Regions from separate parts of the Hordeum vulgare genome. Here region 2 is linked to region 1. The links are chromatin contacts, called in public HiChIP or PLAC-seq maps. All regions are on one chromosome and are shown on one strand. The core of a region is the stretch at or near the end of the contact, and the rest is flanking DNA. Distances in the headings are between cores, read along the strand shown. Region 1 holds the start of LOC123409830. Region 2 holds the start of LOC123431957 (nijmegen breakage syndrome 1 protein).

Region 1 (7,326 bases), core at 3,155-5,654:
CTCAGGATCAGGCACGATGTCATCACATGCCCCTTGTAGGGTGTCGTAAAAGTTTGGACGCGGTCTGGGTGGGGCTTACCCGAGGCCGCTTGTAAACTGCACCATCTTCGAGGTATTCTCTTGGTATCGAGAGGGAACGTGTCACGTTTGTGAAGGAAGTGTTGGTCATGTTGCTCCGTTGGCATCGAAACTCCTCGTGCTCTCAGAGGAGGCCATCGAATGACACGTGTCAGGCCCGTGCATTTTTCTGACCCGACTACAATATTTGAGACATTTATTGCAATTCTAGGGTTTCAGTGTCGGAAATTGTAGATCTGCAAGGCGACACATGAAATCATGCCCAGAAGAAGCATGGAAAATCCTATGTGATGTATTTGTGACATGGGCATGCCTTGTGCAGGCGTGGGAGGGGCAGCCCCAGCCATCGAGGGTACGAAATCACTTGGGTGACATGCCTCACCAAACCGTTTGAAGCCTCGGAAAAGGGTCGGATGCCAGGCATCATCACATGCCCTTTGTAGGGTGTCGTAAAAGTTTGGACGCGGTCTGGGTGGGGCTTACCCGAGGCCGCTTGTAAACTGCACCATCTTCGAGGTATTCTCTTGGTATCGAGAGGGAACGTGTCACGTTTGTGAAGGAAGTGTTGGTCATGTTGCTCCGTTGGCATCGAAACTCCTCGTGCTCTCAGAGGAGGCCATCGAATGACACGTGTCAGGCCCGTGCATTTTTCTGACCCGACTACAATATTTGAGACATTTATTGCAATTCTAGGGTTTCAGTGTCGGAAATTGCAGATCTGCAAGGCGACACATGAAATCATGCCCAGAAGAAGCATGGAAAATCCTATGTGATGTATTTGTGAAATGGGCATGCCTTGTGCAGGCGTGGGAGGGGCAGCCCAGCCATCGGGGGTACGAAATCACTTGGGTGACATGCCTCACCAAACCGTTTGAAGCCTCGGAAAAGGGTCGGATGCCAGGCATCATCACATGCCCCTTGTAGGGTGTCGTAAAAGTTTGGACGCGGTCTGGGTGGGGCTTACCCGAGGCCGCTTGTAAACTGCACCATCTTCGAGGTATTCTCTTGGTATCGAGAGGGAACGTGTCACGTTTGTGAAGGAAGTGTTGGTCATGTTGCTCCGTTGGCATCGAAACTCCTCGTGCTCTCAGAGGAGGCCATCGAATGACACGTGTCAGGCCCGTGCATTTTTCTGACCCGACTACAATATTTGAGACATTTATTGCAATTCTACGGTTTAGAACTTTTTTAAATTTGAAAATCACTTTAGAGACATGAGAGACATTCCTGTGGTAAAATGAATAAATAAATAACATTCAGGGATTAAAGATAAATGCAAGGGAAATCACTTTAGAACTTTTTTAAATTTGAAAATCTATAAAAAATAAACCGAGTGCTTTTGCAGAACACACGGCATATAGTGTGTAAGCCGTGTTCACTTACCAAGCACACGGCGTATACTATGTGTAAACCATGTGTTCTTGTCAAGCACACGGCCTATAGTGTGTCTAAGCCGTGTGTACTTGTCAAGCACACGGCTTATAGTTCAAGCCGTGACGGCGCCGTCAAACACCGCTGTTGTAGACACGTGGCACGTACCTTTACCGGGTGACACGCTATAAACCGAGTGCTTTCTTCATATATACCGTGTGAAAACCGTAAGCCGAGAGCTTTTTCTGGACACTCGGCTTATATGATAGCATAAGCCGAGTGCGTTGTTTTTACCGGGTGTTTTTTCTTGTGTACACGGCTTATATTCAAATAAGCCGAGTACCCGAAAAAAAGAACACGACTTATAGCTTGCCACACGGTAAAACGGGATTTTCCTGTAGTGCTTGATGCCCGTGTGACACTCTTTCGATGAATATAATCCATGGTGCAAAATACAGTAGTGTAGTGAACGAGTGACTAGAATACACACGGACAAGTGTCACAGGTTTTCTCGCCTCAAAAAAAGTGTCACGGGTTTGCTAACTCAGGGCATCCGTGCCTAAACAAACGTATGTGTTCTAAACAAAACTCAACAACTGAGCAACACATTACAGCCTAGAAGCAAACTGAACGAGCTTAACACTTGCTCGTGCATGCAGAAACGAAAATGACACATAAAGTGACATGTAGTAAGATAAGTCGCAGAACCACATCCTTCAAATCTGACCAAGTTTCACCTGAGAAGCAAATCAACTCCTGCATGTTCGCCCAAGCTGAGAATAGTGTAACAGAGCCACATCCTTCAAATCTGACCAAGTTTCAAGCGGAAAGAAGCTGGAGTTGATTTGCTTCTCAGGTGATGTTGGTCCTGCCCAGGTTGAGTTGATGGATAATCTCACTGTTACCTTCCCGGCTATAGACCAAGATTCTCTGGGGCGCCATCTTTGCCAAAACATCTTCATGAGAAGTGTACACCCTCTTCATCACGAACTCATCATGAACATCCTTCTGGTCAAGCGCTTTCTCGAACTCTGCTTTCACTCTCGTCTCGGATTCCATGTACATACCTGGAAGGTCAGGATGCAGCTTCACACGAAGAGATGGAAGAAGGCTGCCCTCCCTCACACAGGGCCCGGGTGCGTAGAGCGCATTATGACGCTTAACATATGCTGTGCCCAGACATAAACAGCAGAACTTCACATCGCAGCAGGTGGCGGTCCAATCGAAGGCTTCGTCACTGCATATAGCGCAAAGTCTCTTCTTCTGCTCCTCAAGCTCTGCCATCAGGTCTCTCCGCCCGTATTTGGCATTGTAAGTTGCCTCCATGGCCGCTTGTGCAAGATAAATCCGCTTACCATCCTTGCCTTTGACCCACCGAAACCAGCTACCGGCTCCGGCAACGCCTGCCATGGCCGCCACTGCAGCCCCAACAACGGCCCAATACAGTGGCACTCCCCGGTCCCGTGCCCAACCTTGCTCTGCCGGCCGCTGTGAATCATGCAGCGTGAACCTCTTCTTCAGATTTGGCTCGGCCGCGCCGCCGCTGTGCAGCTCTCCGTTGAGGTGCAGCAAAGGTGACTCGATGCCATGCACGGCAATACGAGAGTTGACCACCACATCCGACTCCTTGATGTGTATGTAATTGACGAAGACATTCTCACCGGCGCCGTGCGTGATGACGAGGCTCTGGTCCTCGCCAGCCAGGGTGGGGAGAATTGTGCCGGGCCGGAGACGAAGTAGCTCGGCGCGGGTGAGTCGATGCTTGAGAACGATGTGAAAACGCACCGACGAGACGTAGTCGTGCCCTCCCCTTGCGAAAATGGCCTGGTCCTCGAGTGCGAAAACTGTAAGATTCGCGAACCTCTGAAGCTCTGTGAACTGGAGCCGGAGGGCGATCGCCACAACGCCGAAGCCTCGTCGTCGTAGGCGGGCGATAGCCTCGCGCACGAGCGTGCCACCAGAAGATCGCCCCGCAAGGGAGCGGCGATGGTGCGGGTGCGGGCCGTCGAAGCAGGAGTGCGTGAGCGGGCGCAGGAAGCCGACCAAGCCATGGACGACGTAGAGGCCGTCGTTGTAGAGGTCGGGATGCGAGACCTCCACGTCCTCGGCGTAGATCCTGGCGAGGCCGGTGTCGAAGGGGCCACCTTCTGAAACGATGTTGATGCAGAAGTTGACGGAGGCAGAAGGGATCTTCACCATGGCAGCGGCCGCGAGCTCGGAGTAGGGATAATAGCCCATGGCGATGTGGTGGATGAGCAGGTCTCGACGCGAGCAAGTGGGGCAGGAGGCCTGGAGGAAGGCGTCGGGAGCGGCGAAGACTGTCATCGGCCCGGGCCACTTCGCGAACAGCGGCGAGTTGACGAGGAGCGCTCCCGCCGCAGCCGCCATCTCCTGGTACCCTAGCGAAGCAAGGGCCCTCGAGAGCTGATGCAGACCCTGCTCGCTGTCGGAGACCACCACTTCCCCAGCTGCGGCGCCGGCTTGGACGGGAGGCGGTGGACTCGGTAGCGTACTCTGGTTCGGTAGCGTCGTCGCCGTTGCAGTCGCTGACCCCTCTCGCGGCTGCGGCGTTGCCTCGGAACGGGAGGCCGCCAGATCCGGCCGCGCGACGGACGTGGGAGGCGGTGAGGGCGCCGCGGCTTGGGGTGGCACTGGCACGAGCAGAGGAGGACGGGCCGTTGTCTGCGCGTCGGCGACGGCGGGTTCCACGGCGAGCAGAGGCTGGCTCTCGGTTTCGAGATGGTTTTGATGCATGGAAGGCGCCGCGCCATGGACGGGGTGGAAATGGGCTGTGGCGGTGCCCGTCGGGTAATGGTGGTGGCTGTACGAGGTGGCGCTCTCCGGCGAGTGGGTGGCGGAGGCGGTGGGTAGGAGGGCGGTGAGCAGGAGGAGGAGGGGTAGATGGTGAAGACGGAGAGCCATGGTTGGCGATTTGGAATGGGAATTGGGATGGAATGAGTCCTCCAAACGCTGATTGGGGAGGACGGGAGCGGGGTATAAAGCCACACGCAAGTTGGGAGAGGGGGCGGAGGAAGGGTGCGGAGCACGGACGCACCTGAGATAGCTACACCTGCCTTTGGCTGTATGACACGTGGGTCAGCCACCCGTGAGACCCACCTGACATTGACACAAAGACAGATGCAGTAAATCACGGAAGCTCAGTCCGCGGAGCACGCCGTTTGCACTTGGCGATAGGATTGCCACCAACTTGCGGCAGAAGCCATGCATCACGTCACACGCTACAGTAAACTGGTCAAAAGGGTCAAGGGTCCAGCGACCAGAGCATGATGTATATCTCGCGGTGATGGGATGCTTTAGAGCAACTCCGAGGCGCCACTCAAACGGATGAACTTTTTGTCTGTTTTTTTGTCATTCGGTCGTCCGTTCGACGTTTAGGTTAAAACTAGCAAAATAGCCCGTGCGTTGCAACGGAAGCAAATAATACAACACGTTTTAACCTAATAATCATGACTTGAGATATTTATTTAAACTTAATGCATAATTAAAAATTGTTAAATAAGTAAAATAACATCATATTTAGATTATATGCATCACTATACATTCAAATTACATTATAAATAGAAATTAAAAAAATTAAATAGGTAAGATACATTAGATTTTGATTCAACACATTTTTTGAATGGAAGTTCATATGTAATAATTTAAAATTAGAGTTACAGTTTAAAAGATATAATTTTTTCAAGTATTTGTTAATTATAATTGGACCGCGGATTAATTAACAACACGGATCGGCCTCGTTATGAAAAATGGATTGTACGCTATTGATTAAAATTACAGCATAAATATTATTTAAAAATTATTAAATAAATAAAATAACATTATATTTAGATTGTGCGCATCATTATTGATTAAAATTACATTATAAACATAATTTTAAAAAATTAAAAAGATAAACTAACATTATATTCAGATTCTACATATTTTTCTAATAAAATTTCATATATAATAATGTAAAATTGGAGTTACCATTTAAAAGATATAAATTTTTAAAGTATTTTGCATTTATAATTGAACTACAGATTAATTAATTAAAAACTGTAGGGGTGTTTTCGAAAACATACGGAAAATGATTGTTTTTTTTACTCAAGTATGTAATGCGGGTTTATTTTATGAAAACTGAAGGAGGTTTCTACAAAAAATCAAAAAAACGATTCGTTCTCTCACTGTATTATGTATTGCGGGTTGATTTCGGAAAAGCACAGGGGGTTTCCTATAAAAACGAAAAAAAAACGATTCGTCTCTCACTTAAATCCGGACTGCGGGTTGATTTCAGGAAAATCCAGGGTGTTTTTTGTAAAATGACGATGACGGACGGAAGAAGCACTGCGTGCTTTATTATTAGGGAGAGACTAAAAAAAAGACCCGTGCGATACAACGGAAGGAAAAAAAACCTCTCATGCCTCTAGCTTAGTTAATTGATTTTTTTTTAAAGACTTAATACTGAATAATACATATAAATGACTTGAATAAACATTAGTCGAAACCCTTGATTTTATCAACATGTTTTTTATCATATAAAAAATATGCCCGTGCATTGCAATGAAAGAGGAAAAAAAATTCTTGCAACGTAACAATTCTAGCATCAGGTTGCACAAATATGCTTGTGTGTAGCAAGGGAAAACATAAATATTTCTTTACCTTTAAAAACTAAAAAATTTAAATGTTTAAACATTTTATTAAAGTTGGAACATTATTTAAAATTACATTTTGGAACACGAGTTTTTTGAAAAAATAAATTCTCTAGGCGCTCGCTCAAAACAGACGCATATATAGAGTGCATACTTTACTTTGGGATCTAAAACATTGTTGGATGCTTATGCCTATGAGCATCCGACATGGGCCTATATGCCGCTGCATGTCGAATACCAATGATTCGGGATAATAATTATGTTCGTTAAGATTTGACATGGGCCTATACGAGCAACGGGTAGTAAAGATTTCTAATATATTGATTTACATTGTATTTTATATATTATTTTAAAAATATAAAATAATAACATATTCAAACTCTACACATTTTTGTAATCAAATTCGATATATAACATGTTTAAATTGGATTTACGGCTTAAAAAAAATTGTGATTTGAAATTACATATTTATTCTGAATAGACTCTGAGGTTATTAAAATTATTTAACATGTAAAATAATAATATATTTAAACTCTACACATTTTTCTAATCAAATTTCATATATAACATGTTTAAATTAGATTTATGGTTTAAAAGATATTGTTATATGAAAATACGTATTTATTCTGAATAGACTCCAGGTTTATTGACATATATGTCACGGGGTTTACGCAAAAGTATATAAAACGATTCATTGCCATTGAAAGATGGATTGTGGGTTATTTAGCGTTAATGTCAGAGGGTTTTGTGTAAAATACGAAATAACGGTTCGGACTCACTTAAAGACAGACTGCGGGTTGATTAACGAAAACGACGGGGTGTTTTTTGTAAAATGACCACGACGGACGACGGAAACACTCCGTGCTTTATTACTAGAGAGAGATTTTGGGTCGATCGATCGAATCTTCAACGTGTCAACCTATTTTTTATTCGCTTGACCGGTCAGCATTTATTTTGAATCGAATTTAGACATTACTTTTATGTCAAATACAACATACATTTTTACTTTTATGTCAAATACAACATACATTTTTATCAATTCGTCGCTATGATTATAATGCCAAAGAAAACAAAAACCATAATTAAACATTTTAAAAAATGTTCAACTTTCTTAACTGCTCCTATTAGTTGAACTAAGACTAAAATATTTACTATGTCTTCGTTGTTGATCTATGGATTCTTGAACACAACGTCTTTCTTCTTCGATGCTAAAAAATTAGACGTTGTT
Region 2 (7,292 bases), core at 1,197-3,696, 420 kb after region 1:
GACGTCCGGGATCTCATACGGGGCTCCGAACAACTTTTGGTAACCACGTATACAATTCCCATTACAACTCTAGCGTCACTGAACCTTAAGTGTGTAGACCCTACGGGTTCGGGAACCATGCAAACATGACCGAGCCGCCTCTTCGGCCAATAACCAATAGCGGGATCTTGATACCCATATTGGCTCCCACATGTTCCACGATGATCTCATCGGATGAACCACGATGTCGGGGATTCACTTAATCTCGTATACAATTCCCTTTGTCTATCGATATGATATTTGCCCGAGATTCAATCATCGGTATCCCTATACCTTGTTCAATCTCGTTACCGGCAAGTCTCTTTACTCGTTCCGTAACACATGATCACGTGGCTAACTCCTTAGTCATATTGAACTCATTATGATGATGTATTATCGAGTGGGCCTAGAGATACCTCTCCGTCACACGGAGTGACAAATCCCAATCTCGATTCGTACCAACCTAACAAACACTTTCGGAGATACCTGTAGTGCACCTTTATAGTCACCAAGTTACGTTGTGACGTTTGATACACCCAAAGAATTCCTACCGTATCCGGGAGTTGCACAATCTCATGGTCTAAGGAAATGATACTTAACATTAGAAAAGCTCTAGGAGACGAACTACATGATCTTGTGCGATGCTTAGGATTGGGTCTTGTCCATCACATCATTCTTCTAATGATGTGATCCTGTTATCAACGACATCCGATGTCCATGGTCAGGAAACCATGACCATCTATTGATCAACGAGCTAGTCAACTAGAGGCTCACTAGGGACATGGTGTGCTCGATTTATTCACACATGTATTACGGTTTCCGGTTAATACAATTATAACGTGAACAATAGACAATTATCATGAACAAGGAAATATAATAATAACCATTTTATTATTGCCTCTAGGGCATATTTCCAACACTTATTTGGGCTAAAGAAGATGCTGGATTTTTCAACACTTACCAATTGTCCCGATGCCGCACAATATAAACCTAGTGCTGATTTCAAGGAGTAGTTGACAAGGTGGAGAGGCACCGAGCTCCATGACATGGTTTATTTAGCTACATGCTATAGTCTTCCCCCGTTCCATTCGGTGGACCATACCTTATTTTCTTGAGAATTACTATTTCATTACCATTCATTTGTTTATGCCTCAATTCGTGACATAGCTTGTGTGAGGTAAATTATCGGGTAGGACTGGATTCGACTCTTGTTTTGGCATGAATGGACTAAAATCAGCTTAATGTGTGAACTTTCGGTTGCATGCAATGACACCACACAAGTTTTTTGTAACCACCATTTTAAAAAGTTATATTAACCAATTTTAAAGTGGTTTTGAGTTCTTTTTCATCAGTCGTTCAATGAGCTAGCTAAAGTTATAGGAATACCTTTAGAATCTTTTCCATATCCTATATAAAGGTTCTTGGGATACATGCAATTCTCATACATTTTTTGAAATGACTCATATCTATTATAAAGATCCATTATAAAGGTTCAACAAAAGTACAAATCACCTTATAATAAAAATACATCAAGGTTTCTGGACCATCTAACGACCACTACTGTTGTGAGAACAAGTCGGTGACGCGTCGCTATCGCCGCTCCCATACTGCACCGGTCTAACCTTATCGATGGCAACCAAGAAGTCTTTGTGCATGTGTCCCTACTCCCTAATGGCTAGTGCCCTAAAGCCACAAATCGTTAAACCCTTGAATTAACTTGAAGAACCTAACACCAAATCTGGCCATTGCATATGCACGATGGGAAATCTTAACCTGCCACCCAAGGAGTTAGAAGGAATCTATAACAGAGCTCCGTCTAATCAACCCCGAGGACGAATCTGAAAAGGACAGGAGCCCGAAAAATCGACTCCAATAAAAAATGTCAGTATCCACCAAAACGCCTTCCTTATAAGAATTACAATCCTAACTTATCTACTAGGGCCACCATGTAGAAGACAAAATTCACAGGCTCGCCAGGAGAGAGCGAGGGAAGGAAGGCTTTGCAATTGTCGCCTTATGAAAGGCAAAAGATGTCCGAACAACTCTCCACACATTTATTGATAGGATATTTATTGATAGATAGGACATCAAGAAACACAACCGGCTTTCATCTGAATATGAAATTTTTGATGTCAGAAAAAAAGGTTCTGTTAAAATCTTGTCAACAACTGAATCAATGCAACATTGGACGGGCTATAAAGGAAATTTCCTTTGTGCTAGACTACAAGAACTATGTCCGTGCATACTCAGTGCCCATGAATTTGGAAAAAAAGAATGCAGCGATTCCTATTGGCTATTCTTGGAAAATGGAAACAGAAATACACAGAATCAGAGGTTCTTTTTTCCCGACGACGTGCTGCACTAGAATTTCCACCGTCATAATCAGCCAAGCCCAGTTGCTTAGCTAGGCTATCGGCCCAGATCCAACACAAACAGAAGCTTGCTGTTACGTATTCTCTCAGCGGAGACGTACTGGCAACAGCACGACTCGCTCCCACCACCGCGCGTGCCGTGTCAGGCGGCCATCGCGCTCCTCCGGCAGCCGCCACGGAACATCTGGACCAAACCCCCGCCGACACCACCCAGCGCGGGTGTAAAGACCACCGGAGCTCTACCCGCGACACGAGAGCGAGGAGGCCTTGAGAGAGAGAGAGGGAGATGGTCTGGGCGCTGACCCCCTTCGGCACAGTGCGCGGTGTGTCATCCCCCTCCCCCTCGTCCGATTCCGCAGACCTCGCAGTGCACAAGTTTTTTCCTTTCAGTTTGGTGACGAATGGTTTCCATGGGGTTGCAGGGGCGCAGCAGTACTACATCTCCGCCGCCGGGACGTACACGGTCGGCCGCAAAGGTCTGTTGTTTAAGGCTTGTTGGTTCATTCAGGTTTTGTTTCTCCGTGCGATTACCGATCAGTACATATGTGGTGATAAGATAGTTGTGTTAGCGGGTCAGTTGTTGAGTTTCCTGTACACAACCTCTTGGCAGGTTGGAAAAGAGGAGAATGATGTTTTGGGATTCAGATACGCTGATTGATTCATACGGTTTTAATTTGTGTCCCGTCTCTTCGTTTGTCTAAAATGCAGTCTAGTCAAGGATTTTAACTTTGCTACTGTATTTACTAGACCATGGACAAGAGCCACACTCTTCTTTTCAGTAAAGTCGATATCGTTTCCATTTGTGCAAGCCCGTAGAACTGATAGATTGTGAATATAATTGCATGATTTCGTAGGCTATCAATATACAATGAATATCATGTATGAGATTGTAGATTAACGCCGGCATTTCTGCTACAGATTGCGACATCGTTCAAACAGAAACATCAATATCCCGAGTGCATGCGGAGATAGCAGTTGAAAAGATGGTTGCCTGGGAGCCACGTTCTGGTGCTCCAGCAAGCCCTTCATGTGTTAGTGTAGTTGATCGCTCGAAATACGGCACATTTGTCAACAAGGTACAGGGAACTCAGGGCAGTCGGCTACGTAAAGATGAAGTTGTGGTGCTTTCTGATGGCGATACTGTGACTTTCGGAAATGGCAACATGACCTTCAGGTTAGTATAAAAGAAAAATGGGGCAACGGCATGCTTGTGCCTTCTTCCCTGCTTACACATCTTTTTTCTAATTAGCACGTGCAACTATCTGTACGAAATGATTGTGTTATGACCGGGGCTACTTATAGCCGGGCTTAGCCCAGTTATCGTAGTTAGAGGCTTAGCCCAGTTATCATATTTGAGATTATATATATACTCATGTAATGACCTATTCTGAGATTCAGAAGAAGCAAACTTATTTGCTCGGCTTCTGCTGGAAAACCCTAAACCCTAGCCGCCGACCGGCGGCCTTCTCCATCTCACGATCACGGCGCCGCAGCACCGTCGCTCGCGCCCTCAGCCTTGCCAACCCGCTAGCTACCCATATAACCTATGCATACACCCTGGTAGGAGGCTAGCTCCTATCAGATTGTCAATGCATGCAATCATTTTTTATGTATTTTTTTATTGCTTATTTCATACATGTACTGGTGCTTTGGTTGAAAAGATGGATGTATAAGTTACACTTGGTTCTTCTGATATTCCTGACAGGTTCTCGTTTGTCCCCATAGTGGTCTTTTTTCATGGCAAAAAGTCAGCACGAATTGATCGATCATTGCAGGCAGTCATGACATCTATTGGTTAGTGGTAACTATACTTGTATGATGTACTTGCTGTCGGTTCATTAGTAAGCATAGGTTTTGGCATGCTTGTTGCTACTTAATTTTGATAAGTTGGTATTATCCTTCTAAGGTGCATATGTTACTCGTAAGTGGATTGATACATGTACACATGTTCTTGTGGATGAATCATCTTCATTGACACTTGAGCTCCTCGATGCAATCATCACAAAAAAACCAATCATCTTGGGAAACTGGTTCAAGGTACTTTCCTTTTCCGTCCTGCAGCATTGCTTGGATGCTCGAATGGTCTTTTCTAGCCAGAGAACCTGAATTATACGAATTAAGTTAATACATATAGATGGACATGAGGAGGTCCTCCGGTGTGATTCTGTAAATTATATAGCAATGAACAACTATTTCACTTGTGTCATTTACACTTTCTCATCCATATGTATATTTCAGGTTTGAGTTCTTGTTTTGATCTGTTTCAGGCGATGGCTGAAAAGAACATACACACAGAGATCCCTTCTTGTACACAGTAAGCTATGGGCAACCTTCAGCACCTGAGTTGTAGTTTCTGTAGATTCTTGCATCAACTTGTGGTTCTCCCATAACAGCAGATGGTGATATATTCATGGTACTTGATCCAGATATATTCCAAACTTGACTCTTGATGGGATGGATATAAAGATGGTTGAGAACAAGCTCATGGAGAATTGCCTAGCAGGCCATACTTTTATCCTGGGATCATCAGAAAAGGTGGTGTATGTTAAAGTTGAAAGCATATCATCAGGCATTTTGCTGTTGACTAACATTATTCAATTGCAGTATAAATTTGGAGAGAAAATACAAGAGTTACTGGAATCAACTGGAGCAAAATATCTCAGCATCGAGGAGTTTTGTGCTAACAGCCAGGTAAGTGTTCTAATACTATGTTATATAATGTTTTTCCTTTTCTCTTGAGGATACCTTTGAGGAATAATGCATTTTCTCTCTAGAAAAGTAAGACACCAAAATTCTAGATGAAGAGGGCTTGAGTTAATAATAATGTCGGTTACTTATTCCGTTGCTACCTTATGTGATTGCTTCATTGCCTCTACTTGCATGACGATTTATCTTGTTATTGCTGGGTGTGTACTCTTTGTTTATGGGAGGTGCAAACAGATGAATGACTTAAGCATGAAATTAACAGGACTCTGGAGCTGGAGACAATGACCAACAAATTCTTCTTGTTCCTGCAAAATCTCCTTTGGAGTTCAGTAAGATGCGTCCTCTATTTCCTTTGTCCAAGATCACTGACGTGAAGCTATTTGCTGCTATATTGTCTGGTCGCTTGGAAGCAGCTGCTATTGAACCACCTGCTTGTAAGCATTAAAAGTTCCATGCATATGCATTTTCGGAGAACGTGCAATTTTTTTGGACATCTTAACATTAAGCAGTCGCATATATATACCACCAGCCTTATTGAACCTACAAATGTTTTTTTTTTGCCAGACATGATTACATCCTCCAATACAACGGATGAAACTATTGTGGCGGATTCTGATGTCGAAACTGATACTGCAATGTCTGATCGTACTGTTGCTGCTAGCAAGTCTCAGCACCATATTCAGCATATGTCTGATGATAAAGGAGAAAGTAAAGTTACAAGCAGTGTGAGTGCTGTAAATTTAGGAGAAACAAAGGTCAGCATCAATGTTCAGAACAACCTAGAGAAAGAAGAAATTTCGGAACCCATGGAGGAGGATGTTCAGGTCATAGAGAAAACAGCAATTTCTGGATTCAAAGCTGGAGGTGAGGATGTTCAGTTTATAGAGAAAACAGCAATTTCTGGGTTCAAAGCTGGAGGTGAGAATGTTCAGGTTATAAACAAGGTGGCGCAGGATGAGACTTGTGATGCTGTTTTTGTGAACAAGGCGCCAAAGGATGAGAACTTGGACAGTAGCAGGGAAGAGACTTGTCATGTTATTTTCAGTCGAGATCTGATTGTGAAAAGGGTCCTTCGGCCAGCTCCTGCCGCGTCATCAGAAACTGGAGGCGTTAACTTCAAACGATTCAAAAAGGTATATTCTATAATCTATATGCTCATGTAGTCCTTTTTGGCACAAAGAGTTGAATGCTAACACAGCGGAATCGTTGACCTTCAACTTTTCAGAGGCAAACCGTGTCTGGAAACAGCTTCAAGGCCCTTATTCCATGTGCACGAGAACCATACAGGTGAGATCACGATGACTTCTGATGGAATTTGACGTTCATCGGTAGGTTTGGCGCTGAAAGGCTTGTCGTATTCTGTTTCCTTTCCGCAGAGAATCTGATTACGAGAAGGGCACCTTGAACGATTTCATGAGAGAGGAGAAGCGGCGAAAGCAAATGGAATCCATCGCGGAGGACCTCTTCAACAACCAGAAGGTACCTGTGGGCTTGCCCAGCACTGCCGCTCCCATAACCTGTCCTGTGTGCTATGTGTTTTAACTTTTAACCCTGAGATGGTGGGTTTTCAGCCGCAGAAGAAGAAGGCGGTCGCGGGCAGTTTGATCCAGACCCTGCTCACTGGTTGCCGATGAAGTCCAGGATGAAAACGGCTCTTCGTCAAAAGCAGGAACCTGATGGCGGCTCTCTTTGTTTCCCGAGTTGTACCCATGGTTTCCTCGGCGCGACGAGAGTGTGATGGCAAGTACTATAGTACTACGTAGGAGGGGTGTGTGTGGGATATGGGTTGTGAATTACTCCTACCATGCTCAGATTTGGGGAAGACGTTTGTATCATCGCATACTCGTCCAGAATTGGAGCATTTCCGACGTCTGTAGAGTGTCCCCTCCCTGTTCGCTTCCCTGTTTGTTATGCAATGTCGCTGTTCCAAACGTGCTATCCGGCGTACCTGTAGCTGTAGGTTTCCGGGGCAGCGCATTGTGCACAAAACGCGTTCCCACTCGGGAGCACGTACCATAGTATGTACTCCCTTCGTAAACAAATATAAGACGTCTTAGATCACTATTTCCAGCGAACGCTTCTCATCAGGTTGGCGTCAGAGGCTTCATAATGAACGATCGGTAGGAGGGGATAGTAACTGAAGAAGAAGTTGGTGTGTCTAATGCCATTCCCTGAACATTCGGACAGGTCCTAGTG

Evidence for each region. HiChIP or PLAC-seq counts read pairs in DNA pulled down with a chosen protein or histone mark.
Region 2: a contact with region 1 is called in an H3K4me3 HiChIP or PLAC-seq map of embryo, with 9 times the contacts expected there. The contact joins the promoter of LOC123431957 here to the promoter of LOC123409830 in region 1. A contact is called at or near these places in 1 of 6 Hi-C or Micro-C datasets (seedling) and 1 of 1 datasets of contacts at active chromatin or transcription factors (embryo).

Annotation. Positions count from the first base shown.
Region 1 is chr1H:296,312,545-296,319,870 of MorexV3_pseudomolecules_assembly, forward strand. It overlaps LOC123409830, which reads right to left and starts at 4,405. Exons shown (of 1, transcript XM_045102704.1): 1 at 1,886-4,405. The coding sequence starts at 4,371. The coding sequence ends at 2,302. LOC123398653 (leucine-rich repeat extensin-like protein 3) reads right to left here and starts at 169. Exons shown (of 3, transcript XM_045093108.1): 1 at 80-169. The coding sequence starts at 169.
Region 2 is chr1H:296,738,046-296,745,337 of MorexV3_pseudomolecules_assembly, forward strand. It overlaps LOC123431957 (nijmegen breakage syndrome 1 protein), which reads left to right and starts at 2,447. Exons shown (of 13, transcript XM_045115360.1): 1 at 2,447-2,713; 2 at 2,813-2,866; 3 at 3,309-3,564; 4 at 4,096-4,184; 5 at 4,297-4,427; 6 at 4,658-4,704; 7 at 4,817-4,925; 8 at 4,995-5,081; 9 at 5,359-5,530; 10 at 5,661-6,229; 11 at 6,322-6,383; 12 at 6,473-6,575; 13 at 6,668-6,968. The coding sequence starts at 2,677. The coding sequence ends at 6,730.